2 separate regions of the Rattus norvegicus genome follow, and region 2 is linked to region 1. A link is a contact called in public Hi-C data. All regions are on one chromosome and are shown on one strand. Each heading gives the region's core, a stretch centred on a gene start, on an enhancer-like site or on the middle of the called end of the contact. The rest is flanking DNA. Distances are from core to core; before and after follow the strand shown.

Region 1 (3,981 bases), core at 800-3,299:
AGGAAATAGGTTTCTGAAAATAAAGTCTCTTTTTTTTTTTTGGCGAGAAGGGGAAGAGGAGGTGGCCTACATTCAGAAATGTCTTAGAATAGGCATTAAAAAAACATAAATAATCATAAACCAAAATACATTAAAATAAAATTACAGTACATAAATTGCTCCTACAAGGTCCATTACGTTAGGTGATCCTTCCAAAGGTTCATAAATAGTCATCTTGACTCAAAATCGCTTCCTGCACTGTGATGAAGCTTACGCAGAAAAAACTACGAGGAACTGCAAGCGCGCGTTATCCGTAGGGTGATGTCCAAACTACTTGATCTGGCACAGGGCGGGGAGACTCCGTTGGTTTTGATCCAAGTGAACTTAAATAGTAATGCACTCTTCCCACTTCCCGAAGTCCTCAAAACCTGGAAAGGAAGAACACAGAATGAAATGGATGACTCAGAAGTCAAGACCCTGGTCCCTCCCGGCCAGGACAAAGGAGTGCCCAGAAGGACACCAGGTCCGCAGGCACACAATAAAGTAGCACTAAGGAGGATGGCAGTGAACTAGAGTGATCCAGTGCTGCGGGGTAGGTGGTCTATCCCCCGTGCCCAGCTCCCTGGTGAAATTCCTCCCGCTCTTCCTTCCCCGCCCGGCCTCTACAAGTTCCAGCCTGCCTATCTTTTTGCCACCTCTCCACAAACTTGAAACGATTTCTTTTTACTTTGCTTCGGAAGCGGAACCGGTCAACAAGCTTTCCTCTCTTCCCAACAGTCATGCTGGCAGGTTTCTAGGAGTCCCAAGTTGCCAGGACCTTACCTTGAGTGGCCCGGGTGCCGCCCTCTTCAGGCAGAGTTGGAGGTGCTGCGGAGAAGCCGGTGGCCCTGTGGCTGCGAGTGGAGAGGCTGGTGCGCATGCTGGAGTTGGTGTGGATGAGGGTGAGGGTGCGGGTGCGGGTGCGAGTGCGCGTGAGGGTGAGGGTGAGGGTAAAGATGAGGATGCGGGTGCGGGTAGGAGTGGAGCTGTTGGGGCTGGGGCTGCTGCTGGGGTTGGGGCTGAGGTTGGGGTTGGGGTTGGGGTTGAGGCTGGATCTGCGGCTGGGGCTGGGGTTGGATCTGCGGCTGGGGCTGGGGTTGGATCTGCTGCGTCTGCGGAGGCTGCTGCTGGACCAGGTGCTGCTGCTTCTGCCTCGTAGACTTGACCGCCAGTATGGCCTGACGATTTTTGTACTGCACCATCTGCAACGTGATCTCTGCGTTCCAGCCCTGGTCCTGGGGACACCGAAAGTCGATCTCTTTGCCCTCCGCCATCACCACAGTGAAGTACATATACTTGCCCTTGCGCTCCACGCAGTCTACAGTCTTCATATTGGAAAAGTGCAATTCCTTCAGCTTGGCTGGTGGCTCAAGGCTGGTGACGGCGGGGCCACTAGGTTGGGACGGTTCGGCTGTCCCCTGCCCGGGCTGTTGCTGCTGCTGTTGCTGCTGCTGATGTTGTACCTGCTTGGGCGGTATGAGCAGTAGCCCTTCCTCAGTGAGGATGCAGCACTTTTTCTTCCAGAGCTGCAGCAGCCCGTCGCTTCGCTTTTCCAGCACTCCTTCCTTCAGCGCCTTGCAACCGCTGCTCTCCAGCATCCTTCCGGCATAAGGGGTGCTGCTGCTCCGCTCGGCCTTTAGGCTTCCAGACGCTCCGGCTGGGGGTAGCAGTAGCAGCCGTGCGCTGTCCTCGCTCCAGCGGCTTCCGCGGCCGCCTGCCCGGAGCGCACAGAGAAGGCTGACTCGCAGGAGACAGAGCGGTGGCGGTGGCGGCGGTGGCTCGGGGTCCCGGCAGAGGGACAGGCGAGTCCTGACCCGCCACAAGATCCCGGAGCCGTGAGCGGGCTGCTCTCTGCCGTCTTCCGCGGAGCGCTCACTGAAGGGCACTGGCCGGGGCCCCTCGCAGCGCTTTTCAATGGGCCACCCTCCCCACCCCCGAGTGACACCCAGCGGAAAAGGCGGCTCCTGGCTCCCGCGCCGCGGGGGAAAACCCAGCTCCGAGAGGCGCTCGGCAGCCGGCGTACGCCTCATTAACTTGGGGCCTTCCCAGTGCCCGCCGTGGACACGCCCCCGCCGCTGGCTCCGCCCCCGCCGGCTCCGCCCCGCCGCCCACGGCCTCCCGCGCCGCCTGGAAGCCGGGCTCCGGAAACTCTTGGCGGCTCCACGCGGTCGCTGAGGTCGCCGCGGCTGCCGGGCGGCGACTGCCGACGCCCAGAGGGCGCCGAAAGGCCAACCCCACAGTCCCGCCCTTCCCAGGCGGGTGGGCTCTCCGCTGCGGGGGCGAGTAGCAGATCCAGGCAGGCCTGGGGAGCCATCCCTGGGGTTAGCGCGGAGCCGGTTCCAGACCAAGGCATAAAACTTAGGGAACCCAGTTCCATAGTGTGCATTTCCCCCCATACCTATGTAAACACCTCAGGGAACAAAGCCCAAGTGTGCTTCGAGCTTTTTTCAGTCATTAAATAATCCTTCCTGGAGAAATTAGCAAAGTCAAAACAATAAAGCTGAGGATTTGATGTAGTGGCAGGAAAAGAAGGGTGGACTCGCTCCAGGTATATATTCTTGACTTCCTTTTCCAACACAGGGCACAGGCAAAATAGCCAGACTCACCAAGCTCTCGTGGTTTTATTTGTTGGGGGGAGGGGGTGTTTGTTTTGCTTTGTTGGTTTTCGTGTTTATATTTTGCTTGTGTGTATACATTACATAGTACGTATATTGTATGTGAATGCAGGTCAGAAATCAGCAGGTCCCTGGAACCGGTAGTGACCCACCCTACAGGTTCTGGGAATTGAACGAGGGTCCTCTGCTAGGGCTGCAATTTCTCTAGCTCCTCAGGTTTCCTTTCAGATCAGACCTTGCAGTCAGTCCATAGCAGTAGCAGGGTAGGCAGTTGTCCAGTACTGGGAGATCCCACACATAAGCCTTGGCGAATATCCTATAAACACCTATGGGTATCTGACTCTGGGAAGGTCCTAGTCCCAGTCTTGCATTTAAACCTTTCAGACACTGCTTCCTGATAAGGTAGAATAAAAGGCATGGATAATAGTCTCCAGTTTGAGGGGTTGGGGATTTAGCTCAGTGGTAGAGCGCAAGGCCCTGGGTTCGGTCCCCAGCTCCGAAAAAAAAAAAAAAAAAAAAGAAAAATAGTCTCCAGTTTAGGAAAATAACCTCTAAGTCTTCTCTCATAATAAAGAGATAGGATAAAACAGTCTCGGTCAAACAAGGGCTGCTGCCACACTGCGAGAAGTCAAGAATCCAATTGAAGAAAATGGAGAGGATGAATTACGCACATGTTTTTGTGTGTCCTGCTAAGAAATTCGAACTTAATCTGAGAGCTAGCAGAAGAGTCCCTTTAAAAATAGGTTTTTTCTTTTCTTTTTTTCCCCATCTTTATTAACTTGAGTATTTATTTACATTTCGAATGTTATTCCCTTTCCCCGCTTCCGGGCCAACATCCCCCTAACCCCTCCCCCTCCCCTTCTATATGGCCTTCCCCTCCCCATCCTCCCCCCATTACCACCCTTCCCCCAACAATCACGTTCACTGGGTGTTCAGTCTTGGCAGGACCAAGGGCTTCCCCTTCCACTGGTGCCCTTACTAGGCTTTATTCATTGCTACCTATGCAGTTGGAGCCCAGGGTCAGTCCATGTATAGTCTTTGGGTAGTGGCTTAGTCCCTGGAAGCTCTGGTTGGTTGGCATTGTTGTTCATATGGGGTCTCAAGCCCCTTCAAGCTTTCAGTTCTTTCTCTGATTCCTTCAACTGGGATCCCGTTCTCAGTTCAGTGGTTTGCTGCTGGCATTCACCTATGTATTTGCCATATTCTGGCTGTGTCTCTCAGGAGAGATCTACATCCAGTTCCTGTCAGCCTGCACTTCTTTGCTTCATCCATCTTATCTAGTTTGGTGGCAGTATATGTATGGGCCACATGTGGGGCAAAAAACAGGGTTCTTGAACCTTCATTAAAT
Region 2 (3,740 bases), core at 416-2,915, 320 kb before region 1:
CTATCAAGGTGGCTTGTGTGCCAGGGGAGTCAGACTAGATGTCTGTGCAGAGACCAGTGGGGAAGCCGCATTGTGTAAGAGCTCATGGTAACACAGGGTATCTCCTTAAGCTGTCGATAAGTGTTTTCCTGGGTTTCTACCGCCATAGAATTCCCTTCCTCTGAGCAAGACAGGTAAATGCTCTCTGATCTATTCTAATTCTTCAGTTGAAAGAACTTATTGATAGCATGATAAGAAGACCTTGACTTTTCAAGAATCAAAGGAGTTTGGATCCCATCAAAGTGACAGAGGATGAACAAAGAAACTAATATTCATGTGTTTCTTGCAGCAGATCAACTGCTTTTCCTAGCTACTTTCCATTCAACCATTATGAACTTGTAAGACAGAGATTTGATCCTCGTATAAACTAAATACTTTTTGTTCTGGTTACAGAGGCTAAGGAACTAGTTTCAAACCCATTTTCTCGGTTTCTAAAGATAATTTTTCTTCTCTAGACTACACTATTCACTGTAATTTCACAAACAGGGCCCTAAGAGGTTGAAATGTGCCTAAAGTTCAAAGCCAACATATGGCCATACTTAAAGTCTGGTTTGGCAAGCTCATGAGCACTCCACTGTGCAAGAGAACTAGCATGTTTTCTTCTAAAGCCAGAAAGAAAGAGGGAAAATAGGAGACATCAGGAGGAGGGAGTTTGGAGCCCAGATCTTTATGCTGGACAGGAATGAGCTTAACACACAGATTTGAGAACATCCGTTCCTTTGTGTTTCTATACCCTTGAGTAGGTGAGTTGGACCCATCCCAGGATGAGGCTCAAATTGAAGTTGGAATTGCTGCTCAGTTATTTTCGTGGGCAGGAACTCAGCAATGATGAGATCAGGATCAGGATTTCAGTCTGCCTGAACCTCCTCTGTTCTTCAGCCAAACTGCAAGGTTTCCTCTACCCAGCCAACCGAGAATCTCACCCTTTTGGGTGTAAGTAGGAACCTAAGAAATCATGGGCCAGCACACAAAACCAAGCACATGCCTGTGGCCAGTGGATCTAAGTCACAAGCTTCATGTTATATCAGGAACATCCCTCTATATCTGGTCAATAGGGTGCTGATCCAACCACTGAACCAATAAGAAGGGTACACTCTCTGTGTAGCCCCCAGAATGATAGTTTTTCAATCCCAGCCCCCCCCCATTCCCATAGGGGCACATAATTCCCTGGAAAACGCATTTAATGTAGCTTAGGGTAACCTAATTCCAGAATTGAATTTCATACCTGACCACATAGAACTAAATGTGGTTTGCACCTTGCTTTTAAAAACATCGGGTTCCAACCAATTGTCATAATGTTTTGAATTTAGTGATTTACTTCATAGGAAGTCCTAGTTTGGTTTTAATGAAGGAGGTAAGGTTTGGGCCCCAATAGAACCTCTATTAGACAAAAATGTCTTTCTGTCTTCAGCTCTGACAACAGTAAAATAGGTCAAGAGATGAAAGTCCTCACAGGGTGGAGGGGATGGTATGTGCCGCCTTGACTCGTGTTTGTAAAAAAAAAAAAATCACAAGTGGCATTTCCTCAGAAAACAGGGACGTTATAGAGAAGCGAATACTACACAAAACTCTTTTTCTTGGGGGGAGAGCAGAGCTGGGGGCATGGCACACCCCTTGGCAGGACTTCAGCTGGAGAAGAAAGGCTGCTCTGTGTGCAGTTAGCCTGCTGGTGAGGCGTCTTTACTGACCGATGCTATTGCTCTGGTCTCTTTAAAAGATTGGTTGGTCTTTTGGGATGGGTTTCCTGATCATAGAGAATGGAAGATTCCTTAATTCCTTTTCAAACCCAGAACCTTAAAATATGTGTGTGTGTGTGTGTGTGTGTGTGTGTGTGTGTATGTGGTATATGATATATATGATGTATATGTGTATGTGTGTATGTATATGGCGTATATGATATATATGATATATATATGTATGTGTGTGTGTGTGTGTGTGTGTATATATATATATATATATATATATATATATATATATATATATATATATATGATCAAAATAGCCATCAGTTATCTGCCTTGGGGATGAGGTTTGACATCCTTAGGTTTGAGAGCCCAAAACACAAAGCCCTCCACTTTACACTAGATATATCTGCATATGTTCATTTAGACCCACAGGTGATCTCTCTCCACTTACCCAGAAGGCTTTGCAGTCCAAATGCTGGTGGGAACTGCCCATCCCTTTCTGTCTGACTACCTTTCCACTATGGCACGGGGATGTCTCTGATTATGGAGCTGTCTTCTGCTTCTTTGTAATGCCATTTGAGCGATGGTGTCTGGCAAGGTTGAAAACGTCATGTGTATACAAAAATGAGCCAGTGTATAAACCAAGGAAGGAAGGCACCAAGCATCTGCGGTTTGCCAACAGTTTAGTCTAGCAATACCTCAAAACGTCCAAAAGTACAGGAGAATGTGTGTGCAGACATTAAACATTGAGCCCAACGAGTTAGTCACCTCCTCACTAAATAAACGCACCCCTGGTTTAGCACTTGGCCCATGTCTTACTATGAAGTGGTCTCTTGCTCCATTGCTCCATGCCATAAGGGCCAGTAAGACAAATTTCCTTGTTCATCCTGAATGACTCTCTGGGTGTTCCCTTTATGGCAGAGAAGTGACAGCCTGAGTCAGGACCACGGTCTGTTGGCTCAGTGTAAAAGGGCAGCCCCTTTCTACTGGAATGTGGAAATTAAAGTTAGCTGTCTCTAATTGAAGCAGATCAACCGGGACAGCTGAATTAGCTGCTTATAAGAAAGTCTCGCTCCTCCAGCTGTGTGGCAGGGGTGAGAAACCCTGCTTGTGGCATCTCTGACATGGGCTGAGGAAAGAGAAGAGCGAGCTGTTAGGAATCATTCTTTGCACCATTTACTTCACAAACTAGGCTGCTGAGTGACTCTGGGAGTGAGCCCATAGGAAAAGCGAGCCGGATGGGCTCACGTCTACCTGGGTATTTAAAGTCTGCACTGTTGATTTTCCTCTAAACCCCATTTTTTTCTTTCTCTTTTTTTTAGATCATCAAATATCAAGGTTATTATTAAGATTGGTGCTTGAAAACTAAATCTGGGAGCAAAGGCAAAATAAAATTGTCTCGTGGGACTTGCTTATTTGTCCTTATTTGCAATGTAGCCTGATTTTCACTCGAACCATAGCTCTTTGTATGGTGTGACAGGATACAGGCTTCTCAAAATGTTCGAGGCTACAGATGGATACGTTCTTTTTTTAACATAACAAGGTCAAGTACTCTTCATTTGAGTTTCTCCAGGATTAACACCTGATAGGTACCTCAGGCTTCTTTTCAGCGTTTATAGACAGCATGTTAGTATTGTGCTAACATATTTACTATTTAGACTATCTACCTCTGGTAAAGGGGCAATAGGGAAGACTGGAGAGAACTTCAGGTCACGGTTCACTTCTAACTTTTGCTTATGTATCCTTTGGATCACAGCTAACTTCCCTTACAGCTTTGGCCTTTCCGTCTGTAAACACAACTGAAACCCTACAGTCATCTGTATTTCCTGTCTTGACAGCCTCACCTTGAAACTGGGCACGTTCTCAAGGATGTAATAAGTCAGAGTCAAGTTGGACAACTTTCAAAGGCCTTTCTGGTGCCCTTTTCTAATCAAAGCATTTCTGTTTACCTTGACTCATGGTTCCTGGAGCCTAGAATACCGCTTGCTACTGTGGCTGCTGAGACTCAATAACTCC

Evidence for each region. Hi-C and Micro-C count contacts between places; a contact is called where the count stands out from the background.
Region 2: a contact with region 1 is called in a Hi-C map of Schwann cells, with 6 times the contacts expected there. The contact joins the enhancer-like site here to the promoter of Phlda1 in region 1. A contact is called at or near these places in 3 of 12 Hi-C or Micro-C datasets (the A7r5 cell line, Schwann cells and mammary epithelial cells) and 1 of 1 datasets of contacts at active chromatin or transcription factors (oligodendrocytes).

Annotation. Positions count from the first base shown.
Region 1 is chr7:48,851,758-48,855,738 of GRCr8, reverse strand. It overlaps Phlda1 (pleckstrin homology-like domain, family A, member 1), which reads right to left and starts at 2,049. Exons shown (of 2, transcript NM_017180.2): 1 at 802-2,049; 2 at 1-407. The coding sequence starts at 2,048. The coding sequence ends at 828.
Region 2 is chr7:49,174,131-49,177,870 of GRCr8, reverse strand. No RefSeq gene overlaps it. Among named protein-coding and RNA genes, the nearest start is that of Krr1, 190 kb to the left of the region's middle. Within about 2 kb of position 1,665, at least 10 of the 93 cell types and tissues checked have an H3K27ac peak or open chromatin away from gene starts, as enhancers often do. A contact at or near this core is called in Schwann cells, where this site is marked.